Linked DNA regions of Pan troglodytes: region 1 is linked to region 2. A link is a contact called in public HiChIP or PLAC-seq data. All regions are on one chromosome and are shown on one strand. The core of a region is the stretch at or near the end of the contact, and the rest is flanking DNA. Distances in the headings are between cores, read along the strand shown. Region 1 holds the start of HSP90AA1 (heat shock protein 90 alpha family class A member 1). Region 2 holds the start of PPP2R5C (protein phosphatase 2 regulatory subunit B'gamma).

Region 1 (5,828 bases), core at 3,253-5,752, 320 kb before region 2:
TGAGTTCAAGCAATTGTCCTGCCTCAGCCTCCCGAGTAGCTGGGACTACAGGTGTGTGCTGCCACACCCAGCTAATTTTTTTTGTATTTTTTGTAGAGATGGGGTTTCACCATGTTGTCCAGGCTGGTCACAAACTTCTGACCTCAATTGATTGGTCTGCCTCAGCCTCCCAAAGTGCTGGGATTACAGGTGTGAGCCATTGCACCCGGCTGAGACTGTTTATTAGGATAAAACAAAAATCATGAGCCAGACCTGGGTGTAACTGCCCTGGAGGCCCTTGCTCTGGGTGACCCTGAGTAAAGGACTTACCTCTCCTAAGCCTCAGTGTTCTCATCCGTACAGTGGGACCAAAGACACCTACTTCAGAGTCGAGAGGACTAAGAAACTGCATGCAAAGTAGCTAGCCTGCTGCCTGGCAAGCAAGTAAGGGGGCATAAATTGCTATGGGGTAGGCTATCACCTGAGCCATTTCCAAAACCAGAAGTGGCTCATTTAAGCTTCATAACCACTCTATGAAGAAGACATGTTCATGTCTATGCTACAGATACTGAACTGGATGCATAGAAAGGGTAAGTGACTTGCCCTGGGTCACACAGGCAGTGGCTGAGCTAAGATCTGAATCCAGGCCACCTGAATCCAGAATCCATGCTCCAGCTTTACTGAGGGACACTGAAAGCTTTCAAATAGAGGAGGAAAATGGTCAGATTGCCCTAACAGCAACATCACTGTGGGACGAGGTCCACAAATATTTAGGATGCTAAATCTGCAAGGCTTGGTGATCTATTAGAAATACGTTGTTGAGGCCAGGCACTGTGGCTCACGCCTCTAATCCCAGCACTTTGGGAGGCCAAGGCGGGCGGATCACAAGGTCAAGAGATCAAGACCATCCTGGCTAACACGGTGAAACCCCCTCTCTACTTAAAGAATACAAAAAATTAGCCAGGTGTGGTGGCGGGCGCCTGTAGTCCCAGCTACTAGGGAGGCTGAAGTAGGAGAATGGCGTGAACCCGGGAGGCGGAGCTTGTAACGAGCCAAGATCGCACCACTGCACTCCAGCCTGGGCGACAGAGCGAGACTCCGTCTCAAAAAAAAAAAAAAGAAATATGTTGTTGAGGAAGGAAGAGGAGGAGGCTGGACAGAAAAGGCGGTGAAGCAGGAGTGGAAGAACTTGGGGTTGGAGGGCTAGAGGAAGCAGAGGAGCACATGTGGTCTGTACTCTGAAGGAGAGGGCACCACATTCTGAGAACCTCTCCATGACAGGACACCTGGCCTGGTGGGAGGCAGGTGGGGTTCCTAAGAAAATGTGTGAGCAGAAGGTCCATTAAAAATTAATTAGAGAAGAACAGAGGGAATGGTGTTCCAGGCAGAGGGAACAGCATTTGCACAGCCTCGTGGGGGCGAGTCATGGGGAGTGCGCCAGACACAGAAATAGGAGCACAGTGGGAACTGGCGCTGTATGGGGAGGCAGCAGCGACCTGCAGGGCCTCACAGGCCTAAAGAGCTCTGTCTTCCTCCTAGAAGGATGGGAAGTCAGCTAGAATTTGCAGAGGGTGGGGAGGAGGGAATAGATAGGGCCAGGTCTGTGTTCTCAAAGCTCACCCTGGTTACAGTTTGGAGACAGACCAGACCATATGCAGGGAGCAGTTAGGTGGTTATGGAGGCCTTCCAGGTGAGCTGACGGTTGTGTGGAAGCGGGGGATGAAGGTGGAGGGAAGTGGCTGGGTTCAAGAGGTACTTAGGAGGCAGAAGTGGCAGGACTCAGTGCCAGATCCGTTGTGGGGATGCTTGGGGTTCTTTAAGGTGGGATAGTCAGTGACCTGGCTAACGAGCCCTCAAATAGGGCTGGAGACAGGGGGGAAGCTCATGAGGCTCAGCATCCAGGTCTGGAGCTGAGTCCTGGCCGGGCTCTTCTGTGAGTCATCTGCACACAAGTTCTATTAGTGAGAGTGCTGGACAAGATTTCCTGGGGGCAAAGACCCACCTCCAAGAGCTCCGTGATGTGCCAGGGAGAGGGGCATGAGTCTAAGAAGAGAGAAGGAACAGCCAGGGGCTGGCGTGTTGATGGTAGAAACCATTACAGAGGTCGCACCTGGTGGGTAACTGGAATGTCACCTGGAGACAGGACAAAAATGTCCTGTTTATTAACCGACGGGGGAGAGCTGGAAAGACAAGAAGTTGTGGAAGGAAGAAGGGACATTGAAGATGGGGCCTGACGGGAAACAGTGGTTCCCAGTGATGCCCAGACCCAGGGAGGGGCTTTGGAGCAGGTTCACTGGAGAAATGGGGGTAAATGAAGGTCCCCAAAACAAAGGACAAAGAATGTCAGAGCTGGCCGGGCGCCGTGGCTCACGCCTGTAATCCCAGCACTTTGGGAGGCCGAGGCGGGCGGATCACCTGAGGTCACGGGTTCGAGACCAGCCTGGCCAACATGGTGAAACCCCGTCTCTACTAAAAATACAAAAATTAGCCGGGCGTAGTGGCGGGTGCCTGTAATCCCAGCTACTCGGGAGGCTAAGGCAGGAGAATCGCTTGAACCCAGGAGGTAGAGGTTGCAGTGAGCAGAGATTGTGCCATTGCCCTCGAGCCTGGGGGACCAAGAGTGAGACTTTGTCTAAAAAAAAAAAAAAAGAAAAGAAAAGAAAAGAAAAAAAAGAACGTCAGAGCTGGGGCCCTGGATGGCTCCTCTATATCTCAAACCCCCTGGGCAATGGCAGAAACTGCGGTAGGAAAAGTTCCTACAAGTGAGAGCGGGGACAGTGGCTGGTGGTGACAGGAAGGAAACAGGCGAAGGCGGCACTCGCCAGGGAAGACCTTGCGCCCCTTCAGCGACCCGCTCACCGCTCTTCCTGCTTCCGGATTCCTCCCCGCCAGTCCAGGCTGCAGCTGTAGGGAAAGCCTGGGCCGGGGGCGCGCCCCCAGGCTGCGCAACAGCTACCACAGGACCAGGCACACACCCGGTCACCACCGCTGGGGCCCGCGCCACGTGGCTGCTAGTTTCCTTCCACTTCCCCCGCTTTGTAATGCCAGGCAAGACGCTTTATGTTGATTTCACACACTCGTAAGGGGGTCCCAGGCCGCAGTCTGAAAACCCCTGCTCCTGAGCAAGTTGCGTTTCCCTAGAGACCAGGAAGCGGAGATAGTTCCATCGTTTCTTTACACGGCAAGGAGCTTTCAGATTATTCCCAGGGCCTGGCTATGAGTCCAGGCAGGAGGAGGCCCAATCATGGGAGGCGCCAGCGACAAAGAGGAAGAGGACATGGACTAGGCAGGGAAGCCAGGTGGAAGGAACCCCAACGCCTCCAAGGTTCCCACAGCTGGCCTTGGCCAAAATATCCGAAAATTCCCATGTAGAAATTGGCTTTTCCAGCCTGGGCAACATGGTGAAACCCCGACTCTACAAATAAATACAAAAACTAGACAGGTGTGGTGTCCGCGCCTGTGGTCCTCTGCCCGCGCTCGTCCCAGCTACTGGGAAAGCTGAGGCGGGAGGATCACCTGAGCCCGGGAGGGTCTAGGCTGCAGTGAGCCGAGATTCCGCCGCGGCACCCCAGCCTGGGCGACAAAGCGAGAGCCTGTCCAAAAAAAAAAACAAGAAAAAAAAAACAAAACGAACCTTTTAGGACAAGTTAATCACCAAAGTGTTAGATACTTAATTTGGAGACCGCAAATCGGTCGGCAAAACGATGGGCTTTTCAAAATCATGCCGGGTGTATCTGGGTAAGCATGAATTTGTTCACCAAGTCCCCGATTCCCAAGCTAAGGGACCCTTAAGTATGAAGCACATGGCTTTCGGGGAACCCAAAAGTAGGGAGCGCTCCCGAGCCAGCGGTGGGTCTGGAGAATCCCCGAGCGCGCAGGCCGCGGGACAGCCTCCCCAGTGCGCAGCAGCCTGGGGCTAACAGCCCCCAGAGGGCAGAGCCCCGCGATCCCGGCGCCGCCTGCGGCTGGGTTCTTTGGCAGCGGGCGCGGCGCCAGTCAGGACGACGGCTCCGGTAGTCTCCCGGGCGCGTGAGACCCGGGGCGCTCTCCGTCCATGCACGACCCTCCCTCCAGGCGCGCCTCCCACCCCGGCCCCGCGTTCCGCTCAGCCCGGGTGACCAACTACACCTCACTTCAAAGGCCCCCACGCCCGGGCGTGCCCTCCGCCCGCGCTCGGCAGGTGGGGGTGCAGGGCGGAGGGCGCGGGCGGCCCCAGAAGGCGCCCGGACCTTCCCGAGAATTCCAGGCCGCGCAGGCGCATTGAGGCCGGCGCGGGGGCGTGCGAGAGGCGCGCGGCGGCGGTTGAGGGAAGGTTGCCCGGGCCGGGCCACGAGCAGGGCCTGCGCGCGCCCGCAGGAAGGCGGGGCGGGGGGGGGTGCCGCGGCGACGGCGCATGCGCAGGCGCGCGGCCGCGGCGGCGGCTGGGGAGGGTTCTTCCGGAAGGTTCGGGAGGCTTCTGGAAAAAGCGCCGCGCGCTGGGCGGGCCCGTCGCTATATAAGGCAGGCGCGGGGGCGGCGCGTCAGTTGCTTCAGCGTCCTGGTGTTGCTGTGCCGTTGGTCCTGTGCGGTCACTTAGCCAAGGTGAGGGGTGGTTGTGGGGGCCTGTGGAGGTGTATTGGGGACCGGGACCGGGGGCGGCTGGCGCGGAGCGGAGGCTGTGGGGGCCGGACGAGATCCCTGAAGCAGCCAGGGCCGCGCTCACGGGCGGCCGCGCTTCCTATTCCGGAGGCCTCGGGCCCGCTGCGGTTTCCGCACCCCGCTTCAGGAATGGGCCGGGCGGCCGCGGGCTCCCCGAGGCTCCGCAGCAGCGCCAGAGCTGGCGCCGCACGCGAACAGAGCGGCCCCGCCGCGGGGGTCCCCCGCCCGGCCCCGCTGGGGGCGCAGGCGGAGGAGGCCGCCGTGGCGGAGCCGCAGCCCGCGCGGGAGGGCACCCGGGGTGTCCGTTGGGGACCGCGGCGGGGGACTGGGCCCGGGCCTGCGGCGGCCGCCCGGAAGCGCGCACACGCTCGTGGTAGTTGCCGCGCTCCGAAATGAGGTCATCCTTTGTCAGCCGCCCTTCTATTTTCGGTTTACTTAAACTTCGCAAATCTCCAATCCGGCTTTAGAAATATTTGGAGGGCGCGATGGAATCTCGTGTTGCCTCTGTAGACGTCCTGCAAGGTTTTAAACCGGCGCGGTGTCGTTCCAGATGCCTGAGGAAACCCAGACCCAAGACCAACCGATGGAGGAGGAGGAGGTTGAGACTTTCGCCTTTCAGGCAGAAATTGCCCAGTTGATGTCATTGATCATCAATACTTTCTACTCGAACAAAGAGATCTTTCTGAGAGAGCTCATTTCAAATTCATCAGATGTAAGTCGCTTATTAACCCAGAATCGGATTTTGGTTTCAGTATGAACTTCTTGGGGGTGCTGTGTGCTTAAATTAATATTTTTTGTTAACAGGCGTTGGACAAAATCCGGTATGAAAGCTTGACAGATCCCAGTAAATTAGACTCTGGGAAAGAGCTGCATATTAACCTTATACCGAACAAACAAGATCGAACCCTCACTATTGTGGATACTGGAATTGGAATGACCAAGGCTGACTTGATCAATAACCTTGGTACTATCGCCAAGTCTGGGACCAAAGCGTTCATGGAAGCTTTGCAGGCTGGTGCAGATATCTCTATGATTGGCCAGTTCGGTGTTGGTTTTTATTCTGCTTATTTGGTTGCTGAGAAAGTAACTGTGATCACCAAACATAATGATGATGAGCAGTACGCTTGGGAGTCCTCAGCAGGGGGATCATTCACAGTGAGGACAGACACAGGTAGGCACCTGAACATTCACTGGTTAGGTGAGCGGTAGAA
Region 2 (5,742 bases), core at 1,154-3,653:
TTGATGACAGTTACCTCTGATTCTACTGTGTCTTGTCCTTCTTTTGAACTTTTTCCACTCTTCCCTGCTTTTGGTGATTCCTGGTAAACATCAAGCAAAGTCAATTAGTCTTCTCACTTTTTAGACAGGTAAACATCAGATAAGCCAAATGCAGTTTTAAAAGTGATTTATACAACTACAGCTTCTGATATTTTTAATTCATACCATTAGGAAATTCTGTATCATACCGTTTAGGATTCCAACAGTGCAATGCCCCCCACCCCCCATTCAGATTCTTTTCGTTTTATCTGCATTTGAGGTTGAAAACTTCAAGCAGAAAACAGATAAATCCAATTTTATACAGTGCTTCTGGCATTTTGAGATCCACATCACATCCCTTTCTACCCTCCCACCCTAAACCCTATGAGTGAGGATTTCTGGGGTGATAATGAAACGCTACAGAGCTCCACCTGAAGCAGAAACATACCCGCCCCCCCCGAATGCAAACGCAGCACCCTTGCTCGCAGCCCTCACCGCCGCCGCCACCCAGGATAATAATAGTGTTTGAGAGCCCCAGAGCGTCCCTCCGGGGCGGCAGATAATTCCTTACCAGCTCTCAGCGCGGTCCCTTCTCGCTCCCTTTCCCCCGTCCAGGGGTCCCTCCCCAGGCGTCTACAGCCCCCATCCCTGAAGCTCCTTTCCGGGAGTCTGCGAGGCTGCGAACCCCCTCGGCGGCCGCACCTGCCGGCCCAAGCCCACGCCGCACTGTCGGAAACGGGCGCCCCTCCGACCCCCTCCCCGGGCCGCGCCCTCCCTCCACGCCCAGCCCCGGCCCATCACGAAGGTCCCAGCGGCCCGGGCCTGCGCCCCGCGGCTCCGGCGCGATCCCCGGGCTCCCCGCCCCCACCGGGCATGAGGCCGAGAGAAGCCCGGGGATGCCTGGCTCGGCCGCCCTCGGGGACGCGAAGCCCGCGGCGTCAGGCGGGGAACTGAGCCGGGGCCCGGGCGCAGGACCCCGGTGCCGTCGCGCCCTCCCCCGGCAGTCCCTCCCCGCTCCCTCCGTCCCGCGGCCGGGCCCGGACTCACTTTCTCCTTCTTGTTTTTATTCGGCATGGCTGGAGCGGGCCGCCGCCGCCGCCGCCGCCCCTGCCGCCGCCTGCCCCCGCAGCAGCAGCGCCCCCGCCCCGGCCGTCGCGCCCCCGCGGCCGCCGCCGCCGCCGCCGCCGCCCGGGGACTGAGTCTTTCGCTTGCTCTCGCTTCCCCTTTTCCAGGCTCCCAGAGGCTGCGGCAGCCGCGGCGGCGGCGGCGGCGGCGGCGGCGGCAGCGGCGGCGTCTCTCCGCCCCTCCCCCGGCCGGCCCGCCCCGCCCCTCTCCTCCCCACCCCCGGCCGGCCGCCCCGCCCCTCCCCGCCCGCCGCTCGCCCCGCCCCTGCGCCCGGCCCCGCCCCGCTGCCCTCAACAGCGCCCTGCCATTGGTCGACGCGCCCCCACGTGCCCTAACGCTCCCTGCTCCCCCCACCCTCTCCGCGCGACCCGTTCACGCCCCCGCCCTCCGTCGCGAGTCGCTGCGAGCCGGCCTCAGGCAGGCCGCGGCCTCCTGGCGCGGGGCTGACCGCTGAGCAGAGCTGAGCCGACTCAGGGGAGGGAGCACGTGGCTGCGACTGCGGTGACAGGGCCGTGGCCCGCTGTGGAGGCGCAAGACAGAGCGTGAGACGTAGGAAATGCACATTTGAAATGTATGGCAACAACTTCTGCAGCCGGCGAAACGCGAACCGTGGCCTCTTGGCCTTGCCCCCTCACCGCCGCGGCTCTCGTTGCAGTCAAGAGTGCCTGGCACGCTTTGCACTGAGGCGCACGGGGAGGCCCGGGAACCGAGCGAGCGGCAGTTTCGCGGGACACCGCTGGGCCCCGCCTCCCCTCCCCTCCCTCCACTCCCCTCCCCTCCCTCCACTCCCCTCCCCTCCCTCCACTCCCCTCCCCTCCCTCCACTCCCCTCCCCTCCCTCCACTCCCCTCCCCTCCCTCCACTCCCCTCCCCTCCCTCCACTCCCCTCCCCTCCCTCCACTCCCCTCCCTCCACTCCCCTCCCCTCCCTCCACTCCCCTCCCCTCCGTCCCCTCCCCTCGACCACCCCGTCCCCTCCCTTCGACCAGCCCGTCCCCTGCCCTCCCCTTCTCTCGACCAGCCCGTCCCCTGCCCTCCCCTCCCCTCGACCAGCCCGTCCCCTCCCCTCCTCTTCCCTCGGCCAGCCCCTTCCCTCGGCCAGCCCCTCCCCACCACCAACCCCTCCCCTCGACCAGCCCCTCCCCTCACCAGCTCAGCTTTCCGCAGCTCCTCCCGCGAGGTCCCGCCCATCCGACAGCGCCGCCCCTCCCTGGTTGGTCCCGCCCTCCGCAGTTTCTCCCGCGAGGTCCCGCCTACCCGACAGTCCCGTCCTTTCCTGGTTGGTCCCGCCCTCCGCAGCTTTTGCCGCGAGGTCCCGCCCACCCGACAGCCCCGCCCCTCCCCAGCCGGCCCCGCCCTCCGCAGCTCCTTCCGCGAGGTCACGCCCACATGTGCAGCCCCTCTCCTCCGGCGTCGGCCCCGCCCACCGAGGCGAGGCCTCAAAGACTTGGTGGCCGCTGCGCCAATAGGATTTTATTTTTATTCTTTAATTAGGCTTGATCATAAATGGTGAGGAAACCTCTGCATGACTGGGAGTCACCTGATTTCTCTCAGCTTGTTAATAGCTGTGAGGAGAGGGTGTCCAAGGGAAAAACGTTAACTTTTCAATACAATGCTTCCGCGGTCCACCTCGTGCCCAAAACTATTGAAGACGCTAAGGACAGGCGTCCCAGATTGCAGAAATGCATTAGGTAGTAAGACTCTAGGAGCGTACGGATTTCACGTGCGAGAGGCATTGGTGCTTCACCTGTGATGATGAAGGAGCTGCATCTTAACTGGCAGCTTAAAAATCATCGCGTTCTCTTAGCCCCCGGAGTTTTGTTCTTGGAAGTTTCCAGGCAAAGCATTTTCCATTATTCTCAGCAGTTCTGCAATGAGAAAGCTGAAAGACGGGGTAAGAAAAAAAAGATCTAAAGGGAGGAATGTTGTGGGAGGTCAGGAAAGTAAGTTCTGTCTGCGGGTGTCTGAATGTCTGCGGGCTCTTAGACGAATATCTGTAGGTAAGCAGGACAGTCTCAAACAACTATTTGTGCGGAATAAGTGGCTTTTTTATTAATAATTTAAGTGGGTTAATGGTGTCTCCAAAACAATTTTGAGGATAGAGCGATGCCCCTAGTTAACTTAATAACATTTTAAAAATAAAATATGTGCTGTCAATTTAATAAGTCCAGGATATATCCATATCAGAAAGGAGTAGCTCTGAAACTATTGGTTTATGGCCATGAACTCTTAGGGAGGCTTAGAGGCATCTCTGAGACAATCCTTTGCCACCAAAATCCTTGTATCGTATCTCCTGATCCGGTGTTGCATACAATTCATTCATTCGACCCACATTTGTTGGATAACTACTATGTGCAAAGCATGATGCCAGAAATTTCATGGTGAACAAGGCACTACCCTTGTCCTCAAGCAGTTCGCATGCTTGCATGGAAATAGAAAAAAACAGCAATCAGAAGGACATGACATGTGACAAGTCTACAGGACTGGGGTGAGGGGGGTCAGGCTTGGAAGCATGACAGAGCACTGCACAGGACGTTTTGTTATGGCCGGAGATGAGACTGAAGGAACAGCGACGCTGAATTAAGACTGGTAGACCTTGCCAAGATATTGTACTTCTTTTTGAATGCATTTCAGGGTCACTGACAGATACTGAAGTGGGGAGTGATGTACTCACATTTGCATTTTAGAAGACATCGGTGGCAGGAGTGTGGAGGAGGTGACGGTGGAAGTAAAAGCAGGAGGCAGAAAGAGCAATCAGCATCCAGCTATGGTTCAGGTGCGTGCCAGGGAGGCATCTCCACAGCAACGGGGGGAAGGATCGCCGACGCGACAGAGAGCCAGAATCGAGGATAAAAAGCGAATGGTCATGCTTGTAGTTTGGGCAACACAGTGAATGATGAGGAAGGGATGCAAGTGGAGGGCAGGTTTGCAAGGGAACAAGATTCCAGTTTGGGACACGTTGCTGTGTCCGCAAAATGTAGGTAGAGGTGTCCAAGATGGCAACTGGAAATATAGCATAGAGGACTAGTTGCATGTCAGGTTAGAGGTTTCTCAGGTCAGTTTAGAGTTTTAGGGAAAGCATAGGGACAGGGTACCAGCAAAGCTGCCTGATTAACATCCAGTGACCTTGAAACCATAGCAACCAGAGAAATCTGACTCAACACCATTACCTGTACAACTGCATGTGTACGTCACTGGCCATTGGACTGGCTTCATTTGCCCACATTAGGGAGGACCATCTTTAATGACAGTTAGTTACCGACTACCCGTAGAACACACTGGGTTTCTTGCAGTGTCTTGGGTGCTGTGGTATTTACAGGAACGCTAAAGATAGATATAGCTCCTGTTCCCAAAAGAAGGGATTCAGGACAAGCTATTGAGATAGGATATAAAGCCATTATGTGGGTGTGTGTGTGTGTGTGTGGCTGAGGGTTACCTCTTCCAGGATGGCCCCACATTCCATGTTCATGAAGGCACTGCTTGCATCACACAAAACTCCTTTTCTTCCAACCCCTGCTCTTCTGGGACACTTTTTTGAGATGGTCCCTGACATGGTTAGGATATTTATCCCCACCCACATCCATGTTGAAATGTAATCACCGATGTGGGAGGTGGGCCTGCTGGGAAGTGTTTGAATCACGGAGGCAGATGCCTCATGAATGGCTTGGGCCATCCCCTTGGTGATAAGTGAGCTCTCGCTTGGAGTTCACATGAAATTTAGTTGTTTAAAAGTATGTGGCACCTCCCCCCACCTTGAGCCTGCTTTCACCATGTGAAGTGCCTGCTCCCCCTTCGCCTTCCACCATGAACGAAAACTCCCTGAGGCTTCACCAGAAGCTGAGCAGATGCTAGCACCAGGCTTCCTGTACAGCCTGCAGAACCATGAGCCAATTAAACTTCTTTTCTTTATAAATTACCCAATCTCAGGTATTTGTATATAGTGATGCAAGAATGGACTAATACAGTCTCTAAAAACCCAAACATACTTTTTCCATGTCTGTCTTCTCTGTATGTTGGATTGCTTTATTTGTGCCCCTGAGGTCTCTGGAGGATCAGAGAGGTTCCCAGAGGACTGAGGTCTTTGACCTCACTGCAGCCACCAGCCGCAGCCCTACACTGTTCACTGCTTCACTCTGGATACCATCAGTGGCACATATGAGCAGGGCAGACAGAAGATGGCCCTTGACTGAGAATCAGCCCCGCACCCTTCCCTGCGTCTGCCCTCAGAAGCCCTTCCTGTGTCTTCTCTGTGAAGATGCCTGCAGCACAGTAGGCCCTGCCTGCTCCTCTGAGGCTGGTGTAGAGCTGCCCTGCCTGCCAGGCTGCAGCTTTGGTCACCCTGCCCAGAAAGCCTTCTCCCTTGGCTCTCACAGACCCCGGCTTGTGGGCTTAGGTTTCTTCATGTCGTTCCTAGGCCTTCTGGGCATCCAGGCAGTCTTGCATACTTGGATTTTCAGCTGAGCTTCCTAGGGGCAGTGATCATGTCTTAGGCATTCTGTGTTACTCAGTGCCTAGCATTTGAAGAAACTAATTCTAGCTGGGTGTGGTGGCTCACGCCTATAATCCCAGCACTTTGGGAGGCCAAGGTGGGAGGATTGCTT

What was found. HiChIP or PLAC-seq counts read pairs in DNA pulled down with a chosen protein or histone mark.
Region 1: an H3K4me3 HiChIP or PLAC-seq map of stem cell-derived excitatory neurons shows a contact between it and region 2, with 2.5 times the contacts expected there. The contact joins the promoter of HSP90AA1 here to the promoter of PPP2R5C in region 2. A contact is called at or near these places in 1 of 7 Hi-C or Micro-C datasets (stem cell-derived neural progenitor cells) and 1 of 1 datasets of contacts at active chromatin or transcription factors (stem cell-derived excitatory neurons).

The regions. Positions count from the first base shown.
Region 1 is chr15:100,099,356-100,105,183 of NHGRI_mPanTro3-v2.0_pri, reverse strand. HSP90AA1 (heat shock protein 90 alpha family class A member 1) reads left to right here and starts at 4,502. Exons shown (of 11, transcript NM_001098572.1): 1 at 4,502-4,560; 2 at 5,168-5,329; 3 at 5,422-5,788. The coding sequence starts at 5,168.
Region 2 is chr15:99,773,566-99,779,307 of NHGRI_mPanTro3-v2.0_pri, reverse strand. PPP2R5C (protein phosphatase 2 regulatory subunit B'gamma) reads right to left here and starts at 2,403. Exons shown (of 14, transcript NM_001280086.1): 1 at 2,291-2,403; 2 at 15-80. The coding sequence starts at 2,332.